Linked DNA regions of Mus musculus: regions 2 and 3 are each linked to region 1. Evidence: chromatin contacts called from public HiChIP or PLAC-seq data. All regions are on one chromosome and are shown on one strand. Each heading gives the region's core, a stretch centred on a gene start, on an enhancer-like site or on the middle of the called end of the contact. The rest is flanking DNA. Distances are from core to core; before and after follow the strand shown. Region 1 has its middle 110 kb from the start of Gm33029. Region 2 overlaps Sox1ot (Sox1 overlapping transcript). Region 3 overlaps Sox1ot (Sox1 overlapping transcript).

What was found. HiChIP or PLAC-seq counts read pairs in DNA pulled down with a chosen protein or histone mark.
Region 2: an H3K4me3 HiChIP or PLAC-seq map of embryonic basal ganglia shows a contact between it and region 1, with 3 times the contacts expected there. The contact joins two enhancer-like sites. A contact is called at or near these places in 2 of 115 datasets of contacts at active chromatin or transcription factors (embryonic basal ganglia and embryonic forebrain).
Region 3: an H3K4me3 HiChIP or PLAC-seq map of embryonic forebrain shows a contact between it and region 1, with 6 times the contacts expected there. The contact joins two enhancer-like sites. A contact is called at or near these places in 2 of 484 Hi-C or Micro-C datasets (ganglionic eminence and stem cell-derived neural progenitor cells) and 11 of 115 datasets of contacts at active chromatin or transcription factors (craniofacial prominence, embryonic basal ganglia, embryonic forebrain and 7 more).

What each region holds. Positions count from the first base shown.
Region 1 is chr8:12,124,340-12,129,146 of GRCm38.p6, reverse strand. No RefSeq gene overlaps it. Among named protein-coding and RNA genes, the nearest start is that of Gm33029, 110 kb to the left of the region's middle. Within about 2 kb of position 2,581, at least 52 of the 459 cell types and tissues checked have an H3K27ac peak or open chromatin away from gene starts, as enhancers often do. A contact at or near this core is called in embryonic basal ganglia, embryonic forebrain, forebrain and 2 more, where this site is marked.
Region 2 is chr8:12,427,270-12,432,076 of GRCm38.p6, reverse strand. It overlaps Sox1ot (Sox1 overlapping transcript), which reads right to left. Exons shown (of 8, transcript NR_027975.2): 5 at 2,039-2,570; 6 at 1,346-1,927; 7 at 1-642. Among named protein-coding and RNA genes, the nearest start is that of Sox1, 34 kb to the right of the region's middle. Within about 2 kb of position 1,861, at least 69 of the 459 cell types and tissues checked have an H3K27ac peak or open chromatin away from gene starts, as enhancers often do. A contact at or near this core is called in embryonic basal ganglia and embryonic forebrain, where this site is marked.
Region 3 is chr8:12,398,962-12,403,768 of GRCm38.p6, reverse strand. All of the region lies in intron 1 of Sox1ot (Sox1 overlapping transcript), which reads right to left. Sox1 (SRY (sex determining region Y)-box 1) reads right to left here. Exons shown (of 1, transcript NM_009233.3): 1 at 4,214-4,807. Among named protein-coding and RNA genes, the nearest start is that of Sox1, 5.8 kb to the right of the region's middle. Within about 2 kb of position 2,453, at least 67 of the 459 cell types and tissues checked have an H3K27ac peak or open chromatin away from gene starts, as enhancers often do. A contact at or near this core is called in embryonic basal ganglia, embryonic forebrain, forebrain and 2 more, where this site is marked.

The DNA of each region.
Region 1 (4,807 bases), core at 1,332-3,831:
ATGGAGTAGACAACCACAGGATGCTGATTGCCTGGGAAAAAAGTTAGAACACTCAAAGTCAGGGAAGTGTTACTATGTGTCCCTGATGCCATTGGCCTGTAAGAAGTGTTACTATGTGTCCCTGGTGCCACTGGCCTGTGAGAAGTGTTACTATGTGTCCCTGGTGCCACTGGCCTGTGAGAAGTGTTACTATGTGTCCCTGGTGCCATTGGCCTATAGGAAGTGTTACTATGTGTCCCTAGTGCCATTGGCCTATAGGAAGTGTTACTATGTGTCCCTGGTGCCATTAGTCTGTGAGAAGTGTTACTATGTGTCCCTGGTGCCATTGGCCTATAGGAAGTGTTACTATGTGTCCCTAGTGCCATTGGCCTATAGGAAGTGTTACTATGTGTCCCTGGTGCCATTAGTCTGTGAGAAGTGTTACTATGTGTCCCTGGTGCCATTGGCCTATAGGAAGTGTTACTATGTGTCCCTAGTGCCATTAGTCTGTGAGAAGTGTTACTATGTGTCCCTGGTGCCATTGGCCTATAGGAAGTGTTACTATGCATTCCTGGTACCACTGCCCCAGGCCAGGTAAACAATGGAGGTCTCTCCAGATCAGCCACACAACCATCACTGGTGAAAGAGGATACAGTATTAGTGCTGAGGTGGTCACAAGACAGAAGGCCCTACATGGTCCTTCACAGGAAGGGCAGCTTATAATGTGGTAAACTGAGCTGATTCAAACTGATTGACTTGGGACCTGCAAGCAGACAGCCTCCTATAGATCAGTCAGTACCTGAGCCTAGCTACTCCCTTGCCTCTGGGCCACCATAGCTGCACGACCTAGTATAGGCCCATCTGCCCACTCAGAATGACTCATTCTTAAAAAAAAAAAAAAAATGGTGCCACAGCCTATCCCTGTCCCTGAGAAAGGCTTGAGTCAGTGCTGCCTGGATTCTTCCTGCCCTCTTTCATCTGTCTGTCATCTGAAGCCCGGGCATTGTCAGCCTGCCTCAGGTCTGCTCTGACAATGTCAGTAGTGTTTCTGGTTATGATTTTTCAACCCACTCCCCCACACTGTTGTCCACAGTATCCCCACAGCTGCAGGATGTGGCTCTGTTGGGGACCCGGCAGCCAAGCAGCCTGAGGAGGGGCAGGCACTGTGGTAAATGTTTCCTTAGCACCTCTAGCGACTGCCAAGACCCTCCTCATAGCAAGAGATGTGCTCAGAGAAACAGCCCAGGTGTCCTTTGCCTAGAAGGTGAAGGTATGGGAATGGTGCAGCAGCTGTCAGATTCTGTCCTGGGGGACAAGAAGCTGACACCTGTCTCTATCTGTACCCTTAGGTCAGGCACTCTGCCCCAGGCTCTTTCCGTCTTTAAATGGGTGGGAATCTCCCCACTTTGCCCTGAAGAGCACAGAAGAAACACACAATCAGAAAGGAAGAAAGTCTTTTCAAGGCTGTTTACTTGGGTGCAGCATTGACAAATGTTTCTTTCTCCTCCAGGGCCCACCCACAGACAGCAAGAGAACAATGATGCTCAGGAGCTGCTGGCGGCTGAGGGGCGACGTCTCGGAGCCCTGCCGAGCCCATTCAGCCTGCCCGGGTGCCAGCCTGCAGCTCCAAGCCTGGCCCACGGCTAATTACAATGGCATTGATGAGGCTTTGGGAGTTCCTGTGTTTACTTACGTAGCTTAGCAAGTCTCTCAGTTATAAAAAAAAAAAGAAAAAGGAGAATCACTAATGTTTCAGAAAAAGAGTGTGCCGATGAGGAAGAAAGAATTTACTTCTTAAATGTATTGATATTGAAAATAGAGCCAAGCTCTTCCTCTGGCATGGCCCCTGTCTCTGGAAGATTCCAGAGGCGCTTGTGTCTGCCAGCGGACGGATGTGTGTCAGAAGCCCCAGGCTCCAGTTACAGAGTGTCTAACTTATCCGTGCAAGCAAACAACCAAAGTTACATCATTTTAATCAACACTCATCATTTTAATTGCCTGCATCTCCCCCCAGAACAAAATGACACTATAGTTTTATGGTATTTGATTAATGAGGGCAGGAAAATTGAAGTTTTTGCAATAAAACTAAAAAAAAAAAAATCAACAGACTTTTATCGTTTTTTCCCTTGTGATTTTAATTTAATGGCTCGTGTTTTCATTACCACAGAGGCTGTACACTTTAGCTCGCAATTATGCCCCATCTGTGAGGCACTGTGTTACTGTGTTATTACAGTTTATTCTAGGAGCTTTTCAATCACTTTTGAGTTGGGCTTTATAAGTATTCTTGCAGCAGGTGGGCTTCCTGGCATGCGACCAGGAGCACACAAAGCGCCAAGCTGGAGTTTAATGGCAGCATATGCACGTGGCACGGAGCACCAGCCTTCCCCATATGCTGCTAAGCAGCCCCTTAAGCCTGCCAGTCACTCTTCTTTCTGACTACGGTCTCTAAGTAGTTCTCTGCCAGGGAAAAATATACGAAGGCAGCGAATTTTTCCAGTGTGCACCATCCTTATTATTGAGACAACCCTGTCATTAGCACAGGCACAATGAACCCAAACCTGGGATGCATACCAATTAGGCTGCATGAGCACTTCTGCTTCTTATCTCTATGGAAACGGCCCCCCTGACTGCAGTGGACAAGCAGGAGTGTCCCCCCACCCATATGTCACCTAGTTAACACTGTGCACTTTCATGTGAACCAAAATCTGCCCTAGCCCTCACAGCAGCGCAGAGAAAGAAAGGGAGCAACGGAAGTCTCTCTCAGAACTGTGGGAGGGATGCATCCTTAGAGAGCGGGCTGGTTGGCATGGCCGTCTCAGGAAGTGCAGAGTGAGGATCTGTCTATCTTTGAATCTAGAAGTCATTTTCTCCCATTAAATCTAGCAGGGAGAGTTCAGGCAAGCTAAAAGAAATTTCTACATCCCGTGGAAGAAAAATAGAGCCTAAATATTTTCCTCAAAATTTATATAAAGTGTTTTACTCATAAGCAACCGAGATACCCCCTCAGAGCCCTGGGCACCAGAGTCACTTTGCTCCAGACCTTCCACCAGCCCCATGGACACCAATGTCCACAAGGAAACAAAGGCTCAAAACGTTTGAATGTGCAAAGCTTTTGCCACCGAATACTGAGAACTTTGCAAAGACCCATGGGTGATCTTTTGTTCTGAGTGTGTAAGAGGAGAAAAAAAACAGGGAGGGGCAGCAAGGGAGAGAGAGAAAGGGAGAGGCAGCCAGGAGACAGACAAACAGACAGGCAGACAGACAGACAGACTTTTTATCTTAGTGGCTCTCTCAATTACAGCTGGGGTATTTTGGACTCATGTTCACCCTATGGCTTGGGATTCTCATTGTCCTCTACTGTGCTGAGTATCAGAACATGACACACACTGTGGCTTCATCTTCCTCCACTTCCCAGTGGTAATGTAAGAGATACTAGAGGCTAAACAAGGCTGTCTGGGTAGGCAACTCACTCTCTTAGGGGACTTGCCATAGCCCAGCAGTGCCATGTTCTAAGCCAGCTGCTGTGTCTTGTTTCTTCTGCTAGGAGACTCCACAGTGCCTATGGAAGGATGGATATCCATCTTCAGCAAATGAGAACTATCTTAGGTAGGGTTTTTATTGCTGAGAAGAAACACCATGGCCAAAAAGCAAGCTGGATAGGAAAGGGTTAATTTGGCTTACACTTCCTTATTGCTGTTGATTATTGAAGTCAGGACAGGAACTAAAACAGGGCAGGAACCTGGAAGCAGGAGCTGATGCAGAAGCCATGGAGGGGTGCTGCTTATTGGCTTGCTCCTCATGGCTTGCTTAGACTGCTTTTGCCCAGGATCACCAGCCCAGGGATGGCACCACCCACAATAGACTGAACCCTCCCATATCAATCATCGATTAAGAAAATGCTGACATTGCCCACAGCTCACTCTTATGGAGGAATTTTCTCAATTGAGGCTCCCTGCTCTGAGATGACTTCAGCTTGAATCAAGTTGACATTAAACTGTCTGGCACAAGGGAAGACACTTGAAGATTTACAGCCTAAGCATCATGTTTTAGGGCCCAAGGAATACTTGGAACTGAGTACAAAGGCCTTGGAGTTCAGCAGCTTGAATTCCACTCTGGCTTCAGAGATGAGGATCCCACAGTCAGGACTCTGCTCCAGCCAGCATCAGTTCAACCCTCAGCTCTGCCACTTACTAGCTGTGCTGCTTTGGACAGTTTAGTCAACCTCTCTGAAGTTTGTGTTACTGCTGCTACTAACTTCATTTGTTTCCATAAGACTAATTTCGTTAGCACATGGGGGGAAAGTCTGTATTTAGGTAACACTCAAGGTGTCTTGAATACTGAATCATAATACTGTAAGATTTGCTGGCAATATATTTTTCTCTGTATAAAAAAGTTACCTGGTTCTAGTGGTGCAGACCCTTAAGCCTAGAACTTAGGAGGCTGAGGCAGGAAGATCATAGGTTCAAGTCTAGCCTGGGCCACAGACTGAGTTCAAGAATAACCTGGGCAATTTAAAGTGACCTTGTTTCCAAAACAGAGAAACAAAGGCTGGGTACACAGCTCTGTGTGGATTGCTCTCCAAAAATGGGTTCAGACCTCAGCACCATAAAAAACAAACAAAAAAACAAATCAGCATCTTTTTCCATGTGTGTTCTCTGCCCAAGGTTTCACTCAACACTCTGGAAGTCAAACATGAAAAATGACTTCTTTCTATTTGTGAAATAAATCCTCAACTGTATTGTGTGTAAGCAAGAAACACAAAATTAACAGGGTCCAGGCTACCGTGACCTCTTGTCTGGGTCTGTCTTGGACTGGTTAGTTCAAGGCC
Region 2 (4,807 bases), core at 612-3,111, 300 kb before region 1:
CCTGCCTCTGCCTCCCAAGTGCTGGGACTAAAGGCGTGCGCCACCACTGCCTGGGTACAACCCACCGTCTTTAACTGGAACAGGTAGGGCAAGGGGCTGAACAACTAGGATTTATTTCCACGCCCACAGTTCCTAAGTAAATATTACTAACCCTTGTAGGACCAGGATCCCGAAGGAGAAAATTCCAGGGGAGGGGCCTAAGGAGTAGCTGTGGGTGTGGTAGGGGTGAGGCTGGGAGATCAAGATGGGAGGGAACATTTTTCTGCATCTGAATAGACCACGGTCTGAAGACTCAGCAGCATCATTTTCAGGTTAAAAAGCTCTTTATATAGGCAGTTCTGTGCCTTTACTGGGAGCTAATCAACCTCTCTCAGGCCGGAGTCCCCACAGGCCTGTTTCCTTCCTCTCTTCCACATCTTCTGTGCGCCTAAGTGCTCGTAGACCCCCAACCCGAGCCCAAACAGGTGCTAGCTACTGTGCAGCATCCACTGCAGGGAGCTGGCCAGCTGCTGGCCCCCGCAAGAACCTAGGGGAAGCTTCCGTGTTCCCACCCGTGTTCACTGCGGATTGCAGCACCGCTCATCTTGGGAATATAGCGATTAATCCAGCCGCAGGTTTCCAGATAAGTGACTGTGATGGAGACTGTTGGCGAGAAAATAGACAATTATCCGCTGTTAGCTTTACATAAAGATCGCATTAACTCAAATTAGTTATCAGACAAAAGAGCGTCGGCAAGCGCGCCCTGCCGGCCCGCGCCCTGCACGCGGGCACCTCGGGGTGCAGCCGGGCAAAGCGTGGGGCTGGGCTGTGGCTTCGAGACGTGGGGCCGGGAGTGGGAGGACGCGGCGGGAGGGCTCTAGGCTGGCGTTACTCGTGCTGTGCTGGCCTGGATGGGGCGAGGGAGGGACATAGGGGCAGCCTACGGAGCCGGATCGGCCGGCCCCTGAACTACAACAGTCCCACCTCAGTCTGTCCCACGCTCGTCCCTTTTGCAAGCTCTACCCTGGGAGCCAGCCTGTCCCCGCGACCTGTAGTTCTTTCGTCTCTGGCTGTGACGTCGTTAATTCTCCCAGGCAGAGGCGGCTCTCCAGGCTCGCCACTGCCCCGCAGGGTGCACTGGACAACCTGGTGATCTGATCCTGCGGGGCTACCAGCCAGTATTCCCCGCCCCTGAACCCCCCACCCACCCACCCACCGCCACCCACCGCACTTTCTGAAGGTCGCTCTCAGTATGACTCATAGAGACGAAAAATGAAGACAAGCTGAGGGGGACCGGGCCCGAGCAGGGATAGGATGGGGCTGAGAGTGGCCTGAGGCAGGACCACGTCAGTGCGGCCTCGATTACCAAAGTTACGCACTGTCCACGCACTGAGCATCTTCGCTACCCTCCTTCTCCTGTATCCCGGTTAGCCTGGACACCGGCTTTCACCCGCAGGATGGATTTCGCTGACCGCTGTCGGTGGGAACAAACGCAGCGCCCAACATCCCGACGGGTTGCAACGCCCAGCGGGGTCCCCACTGCTGCAGGCGCGTACTGGCGGTGGCGCTTGCGCCCGGCCGGCCTCCTTGGCCCCAGGGTCCCCGGTCCCGCTGAATAGGGCGGATAATGACCCCCGGTTCCCAAGGCAGGCTCTCTGCTGCCTGGTGAGCCTTGGATTTGTGTGGTCCAAGCCTTTCCCAGCTTGTCCCATTCTGTCACCGGGATAAGGGGCTCCCTCGGCTCGTTTGCACCTGCGTCGCTTTTGGCTCCTTCAGGAATGCGCTGAAGCTTGTAATCAGCTTTGTGAAGCCATTGAGTGCACGGCTGAGTGAAACTTCCAAAGCTCGAGGAAAACTGGCCGGCTGAATAGGAGCCAGCATGGGGCTGCTCTCCAAGCCTCCGCGCTGCCAAATTCCAGCAGAGCGCCTCACAATCGCCTTCCCCACACTGAGAAAAGTGAGAAAAGAAAAGGAAAAATACCAGTCACCGGGGTTAGCTGTTTGTTCCCAGATTAATGGCAAGCGGCTCCCTCCTACTCCACCCCTCCACAAAGCTCACCAGTTCAGGAAATATGACAGGGAGGGGAGGGCAGTTATTAATAGCTCCCCAACTGATGTCACCCCCCCCCCGGGCGGGGGTCTTCTGGGTCTCTGGAGGGGTCCTCCATTCCCAGTTGTTGAGTTGAGCTCCATGTGCCTTAGGCCCAGCAGTTGAAGCTTGTCTTTGCTTGAGTAGAGCGGAGGATGAAGCCATATAGAATCCTTAGCCTAGGCTTCAGGAAGGAACCACTAAGCACCGGGCTCCTTCTATGCAGGCCCAGCAGGGACCCTGCATGCTGGCCCCTTAGCAACAGGTTCCTGGGTCTCTCCTTAGAGGAGCACTCTCACTTCCAAGACTCCCGTAATACCGTTTCTTGGTGACTCCAGTAACAGAGGTGCCTGCAGGGTGACAGCCACTACAGGTGCTTCTCCTTCTGCTTCAGGCATCTGGGCTGTGATTTCTAAGAGCCAACTACTTAAGACAAGTATTTCCATGTGCCGCAGAGGCCCTGGCTGATTCTCTCCCACTCAAGGTTAGTGAAGGCTCCTCTCTGCAAAACAAAATCCTTACCAGTCAACAAAAGACCAGACAGCCTGCAAAAGGCAAAACCATCCTTTTCAAGGTCCAGGTATACCTGGATTCTGGATGGCTGCTCGTCAAGGGAGGGCTCCTCCTTGGGAAGCCACAGTAGGTTCTAGAAACAGTGCGTGCAGTGTCCCTGTAGACAGAGGCACCGCCAGTGTCTACTTTGTGGATGCTGATCTGAACTCAAGTTTCAGAAAGGAAAACTAGAACCCTTTCTCTGTATCACTCAGGAGACCCTTAACTTAGCAAAGCCCCGTAAGAACCTCCCAGAGAATAGAAAGCAGAGGCCATATTGTGATGGACACATTAAAAACTTGCCTCACAATGGCTCTGGATTTTCATAGCTAATGAATTCCTTCCACCCTGAACAGGAAGTCTTTTCTGGGAGCACAGCTACTCGGCTCTTGTTTGATCCAGATGTCCATGTATGCCCTCTAGCCAAGAGAAGCTCAGTCCTGTGGGGTTCTTGCTGCCGTACCTTGCTTCCGTGGGGGGTACTCATGATGTCTGACTGTGGCTCTGTGCTATAAATAGTCCCCTGGTAGATCGAAAGGCTTAATGGGCCTCTTTAAATACCTAACTTATTATAAAGCCCTGGGGAGAATAACATTAACAGGCAGGGAGGAACAAGAATCAAGCTCCTCCTGTAGCAGCCCTATTACAGTGCTCTTGGTTGCAATCCTTACGGTGCAGAGTGGGCAGGAATTTTCCTATTTATACACCTTAATGTGCAGAGGGGGCTAGAGCACTTGAGAGGGTGTGAGAGACAGCCTGTCTGAGCAAGGAGGGAACTGAACTTACAGAGGTGGAGGGAGTGTCCCAGAATTGCTAATCAGGAGGATTCTGGCTACTTTCAGGTCCACCGGAAGGAGCTGCAGCTGGCGCACCGTTCTGCAGTCAACCATGCTTCGCAGCGGCCGGCGGACTAGTGAGGAAGCCCTCCCTTTCAGACAGACCAGGAGGAAATGTGGGACTCAGAGCAAAGTTACCTGACTGGGAACCCAGACTGTACATGCTCACTCAGAGGCTCTGAGCCACTTTGAACATCCCAACTCGCGCAAGCCACCCACGCTGACAATCAAAGTTTACTTTTTTTTTTTTTTCATTGTAAAGTTCGGCTCCATGTCTCCTGCAACCCCACTCATTCCAGCCACTCTCAGCGACAAGTCAGGAGGATCTGCGGCAATTCAGAAATGAGTGAAATTTTATTCCTGGTGGGGGCACTGGATTAAGAGGCTGGGAGAGTGTGAAGCTAGTCAACGTGTAATTGCGTGATAAGGCTCTCACGAGGAATTTATTGGCCAAGTTGCTATTTCTATTCCTTCCTAATCTGGTTTAGCACATTCGTTCTGTGCAATCTGTCTTCATAATCTCCTGTAGCAGAACGGCAGCCAATGGAAGCTCGCGTGTTTGGAGAGTGCAGGAAATATGCAGAAGCGCGATAAACTGATGCTAATTACCCATATTTAGGGCAGCAAGTGCAGAAGATCAAGGTTTACAAATAACAAGCCAGAGCCGATGATGATGGCTTCCTTGTGTGGAATGTATCGGAGGGGACCAGATAAGGGTTTCACGGGCAGCAGGGATTTATTGGTCAAAGGCTGTACCTTCCACTTCCCCACTTTTATAGCAGTAAATTATTTCGGCTAAATTCACCAGAACATCACTCTTTCATTTGGCGATGTGCCGTGACTTGCTCTTTCTTTGTGTCCATTCAATGCAAATCCTTGTAGTTTAACATCAGCTGATAAGAAACAAATAATTGAAGTAATAGGTAATTCCCTTCACACTGTGCACATAGGAGGGTCCAGGGGAAAATGAGCCCAGGCAAGGAGCAGGGGCTGAAAGCAAAGCGGCTTCACCTTCAGCCCTCGGACCACATGTCTAGTACCATGAGCTCACAGCATTGCCTCCTGCGCGTGGCATGGCCTGCTTGCTCACGAGGAGAATCACTTCCGGCGTGGCACTAGCAGAGCTGATGCTCTTGTCTAGAATCCTGATCAGATGATGACAACGATGACAATGACAATGAAGAAGACCATCAAATTATACCCAAGTATAGCGTTTCACCCTCTCACCACCACAGCATGACCATGACTTAGTTTGCCATCAGCCCTGTTCCCTCTACAACTCCCGGCTCTGAGAACAGACACAGGGAGGCCTGGGAAGCTGGTGGCAGGTGGAGGATGAGGGTGGAATTCT
Region 3 (4,807 bases), core at 1,204-3,703, 270 kb before region 1:
CTAAATTGAGAAAGCTCTATTTTGTCAAGTCCGGAAAGCAGATGTCTTAGTCATCTTCTCCCTTCAGTTCTGTGTGGAAACAAAGGCCTGGGGTCCAGCTCCTTCACCCAACAGAGAGGCACGAGCCCTCCACTTAGTGACTGAGAGGTTTAGCTTATTAAAGCCTGAATCTGCTCAGTTTGCTCATTGGTTAAATATGCTCAGCTCACCTGGATGTCCCCACTTCTGCCACTTAGAAGCAAGACACTGGTCTCTTTAATTTCTTTTTTCTTTCTTAGACGATCCAGATGCTGACACTTAGGTGGCTTTTTTTTTTTTTAAATCTACAGGGAATTTTTGCCTGTGTGAAACTGGGGTCAGGTCTTGCACTGTGTGTGCCTCTTTTCACTCAGCTTGCAGACCTGACTGGAGTACCACCTCTGCCAAGTAGCATCCCTTCTTAGCATTTCCGGGGTGCTGGGAGAGAAAACACTGTCTGGGTGATGGCTCTTGTCAGTTTCCCCATTGTCAGGCCCAATCTTACGTTCCTCCACACTCACAATATTTCCCCACTGGGAACGCGCCTGACATTGCAATTTCTCACAACTGCAGCTCTGCAGTGAATGCCTAATTCCCGAAACTGCAAAATCTAACAAAAGCTGATTTTTTCCACTGATTTGACTGGCTGACTATTCCAAGGCTTTGCGTGTGGTGACCTGCTGTTCTCCACAAACAGAGTCTTTAATGTACCCACAAGGCTGTTCTGAAGTGGCCGAGGGCAATTAAATCCTCACGAGAAATCCGCAGGGCATTCAGGAAGACTCTAAGGCCACCGTCTCTGACACAGGCAAATTTCCCCAGAAGGTCACTTAGCATTTGCTTCTGCAGCATTCTGCTCTTCCACTTTGAACTTCGAACTCACAGCCTACTTTCTACCTAAGTGTGTGAGTCCACAGGGTGCGCCCACTGTGCAGGGATGTGCGAGTTTGTTATTTAAAACAAAAACAAAGAAACGCTGAAAACTGGCTCTGTCCTGTCCCTGCTGGTGGAGTCTGTTCATGTGCAGGTGAGAATTTAGAAGATTTGGCAATTTTGTGTTTTTTATTTGTCCTACCCAAACATAGGCTCTTTGTCTGTGCGTGTATATTACTTCCTTGGGCTTTTATATTTTCCACATTTGTCAAACATTATCAGTTAACCGATATCATCTCAGTAGGAATTCCCAATGGGGCGCTAAGGAGGACAAACCTATTTCCCTGTCCTCAGGCCTCCCTCCACGTTCCTGGTCTCCATCAACGTGAATAAATAGTAAATTTTGCCCTTTAGTATTTCACTCAACCAAGTCTGGCGACTAAACTGTCTTAGTAATGCCTTCCGTTCAATACCATCTCATCTATAGCTTGCAAAGACACTGTCCTTTCAATACCATCTCATCTACAGCTTGCAAAGACACGGATGGCTGTACTGAGTCTAAAATAATGCAGGGGTTACGAGAGGACCACTGAGTCCAGCTTCCAAGAACTTGCCCTTATTTTTATTTATTTATGTATTGCTACTCAAATAAACGGGACCTCTTGGGTAGAGGCCCGTGCAGCTTTCTCTTTAGACTCGAATCCCAAGGAATAGTACCCAGGAGGCACCCTAGACTTAGCCAGTGCAGACGGTTCCCTGAGAACGAAACCTTTGAAGGTAGCTAGTCACTGTCCAGGCCTAGACGCAGCCTGTGTCCGCTGTTGCCCAGAACCCAGTTCTGCCTGGAGCTGCTTGCCACTCTGTCTTTTCCTTGTCTTTGCTTGCCTGGAAACCCTGCTTCCCCTCCCCCTCTCTGCGCCCACTTGTTGCGGTCCCGCCTGGGACCTGCTTGGTTTCCCGACTGATTGTAAAAGGGTTTGGCTTGAGGCTGACCCCAGGTCAGGACTTTCTCCGCCATAACCCTGCAGTCTTTAACACACACCGCTCTTTTCTTAATTCCCCAACGGCCTTCGGGCAAGCGTGGGCATGAGTACGGTGGACGCCAAGCCCTTACTTGCCACCCCCGCAAGGACAGACAAGCTGGAAGAAAGCACCGATCGCCCTGAACCTGTGCCTACGATGGGGCGGCTGGGGAAGAGAGGGGCTGAGGAGGCGGGAAGCGGACCGAATACCAAGACAAAGGGAGGGCTTGGCAGCGCGTGGTGGAAAAGCCAAGCAAGAGCAGAGGCTGCAGACCGGAGGCTAGGGGAAGGGCAGGGATGAGAAGACTTGGTGGACAGGAAAGTGGTGAGAGGGACATGAGAGCAGAGCAAGGTGCGGGTCTCAGCGGACAGCAGAACCACAGAAGCACGGGTGACTTGGAACTCAGGAGGCAGCGTGGAAGATCCACTGGAGGCCGGCCCGCTCCCCCAGAGGTCCTGGCCTCAATGCCTGGGACGGAGGATGCTGTCCGCCGCCGCACTGCCCCGCTGGTTCTGGGGGCGGGTGAAGCTGGGTCCTGCCAGGCACAGCTGGAGAGGAAGGGCCGGGCGGGAGGGGGGAAGAGGAGGGCTGAGAAGAGAAGGAGGGGTGGTGAGGCTTCCCAGCTTCGAGCTGGGGAGGCAGGCTTGAGCTGCGCTGCAGGAGCCTGGACCAGTCCACCCGCCACCCGCCACCCCGCACAGAGGGACTCTGGCATTCTCGCCCCGGGGGCCCGCGCTGCGCCTCTCTCTTCCTTATCCGTCCGCCCTCTCAATCCCGCCAAGTGCTGCGCCAAGGCCAAGTCTGCTCTCCTCCTGAACTTTCCCAGGACTCTAACCTACGGTTAGATTCCACCGCGGGGCTCCCGGACACCCGCTGCGGAAGCTGGGTTGGGGAGAGGGCGTGACCACAAGAGCTCAGGGGCCCCGAGCCAGCAGTGCTGAACCCGGGCTGGACAGAGCTTGCTTTCCTGCGTCCCCAGAACATGAGTGCTGGGGAGGGCTTCTGGAATAAACTGGAATTTTCCGGAGACAGAGCTCGGCAGTGCCCAGTCTTTGTCGGGGAAAATGAAATGCGTGAATATGAGTGTTATTCTTCTCCCACACGCATGATTTTAATAGACCTATCAGTCACATCCCGACACATCTGCAGATCAGGCGCGCTGCGCCCGCAACTCCTTTAAAAAAATTAATTCGTTTCATCTGCCTACTAGTGCGTTTGAGGGAGGGTGTCAAAGTCTCAGTGGCAACAATAAAAAGGGGCCAGTGAGTTTTTTTTTTTTAAGTGAGCAAAGAAAGGGGAATAGGAGAGAGGGAGGGAGAGGGGCAAGGGGGCGGAGGGGGGGCGACCACCAGGCAAACCATCCCGCTCAGTTTACCCGTGGGTTAGAAGCCACCCAGGCGCCCTACACGAAGTTATGCAAACTTTATCCACGCTTCGCAAAGATCCTGCCCCATTCTCCACACAGAGTTTTAAACAAGATCGCACTAATAGAAGGAAACACCGCCCGAACTTTGGAAGTGAGTTATCTGGTAATCATAGCCATAAAAAAAAAAAACAAAAACAACAACAACAAAAAACCCTCACTTGAATAAAAATGTGCATGGCTCGGTAAGGTACTGAAACTACCCTTGAGTTGGGCTCTAAGTAAGACCTAGGAGAAAATTCTCTCCATTTATTTAAAATGGAGAAAGTTTGTCTGTCTGGATCTGGCCTCGATCTTGAGAGAAGCCCCCCCCCCTCTGTATTGTTTTCAAATTAAGTCATTAGAGAATTTCTCCTTGTCTTTCACATCAGTAGAACCCAAAGGAAGGTGGCTTGAAAGCCTGGCACAAAGAGTTCTTGTTCACTGGGTAGAGCTCAAGTAGGGAGCACAAACCTCTGAAAGTCTTGGGGTGGGGGTGGGGGCTGAGCTGTCTGATACTAACAAGATGACTAACTTTATGTGGGGTGCTTCACTTAAAGTGGCCATAACTCCTATGCACTGAGCCCTGGTTTAGTTGCCCCCAGCCAAGGCACACCAGGAACTCCAGAAGCCCAGGCAAAACAGAGGTGAGTGTGGCCACCTTTGATTCTCCCTAAATAAAGAGCAGGGTGGTGTTGGGGGCCAGTCTGCAAAGGTCTTGGCGTTTTAAGGGGGAAGTGGGTTGGACTCTAAACACTCTCTAGAATTTCCCTGAGGCTATTGGGGCATTTCTTCCTAGACTGCCACAGAGTGTGGCCTCCCTCCTGGACTCCTAAGCGGTAGGCTAAGCAGCTCTAGAAACAACAAAGCAAAACCCTAAAAGAAAAACAAAGAAAGGAAAAAGGGAGGGGTGTTCTTTTATTACCTCATCAGAAAGCAGTGGGCGTCATTCTTGAATCTCTTGCAATCACTTTAAGGAATGAGGGGTTTAAGCAAAATCATTAAATGACTTTAAAAAAAATCACACGTGTCACTTGTAATATTAGCATTTATACTGAAAGATATTCTCCAATGTAGGTTGAGCTCTGGTCTTACTGAATTGCTAGATTAAGTCCACTTTTGAATGGCTAGTCCATATTCATTCCAAGAAAAGAAATTGGGAAAAAATCAGGGGAAAGGATGCTGAAAATAGTATCATTCCCCATCTGGACTTAAAGAAAATTTCCTTCAAAAATAGAATTTCATTCTAATGTCATGATTAATTTTAAAACATATTTGCTACAGTATAACTTTTAAATGCAATATTTAATGCTGTCAGATTACTTGAAGACAAAGTTTTACAGGGAACTTTAAATTCCAGGGGGGGGGGACCTGCAATATACCAATAAACACCTAGAAAAAATATAATTAAAAATATTTAAAGCATCAAACAACCTCAAGATCTGGTCAGGAATGATAAACACAGCATTCTGTGTTTACATTCCCTGGCAA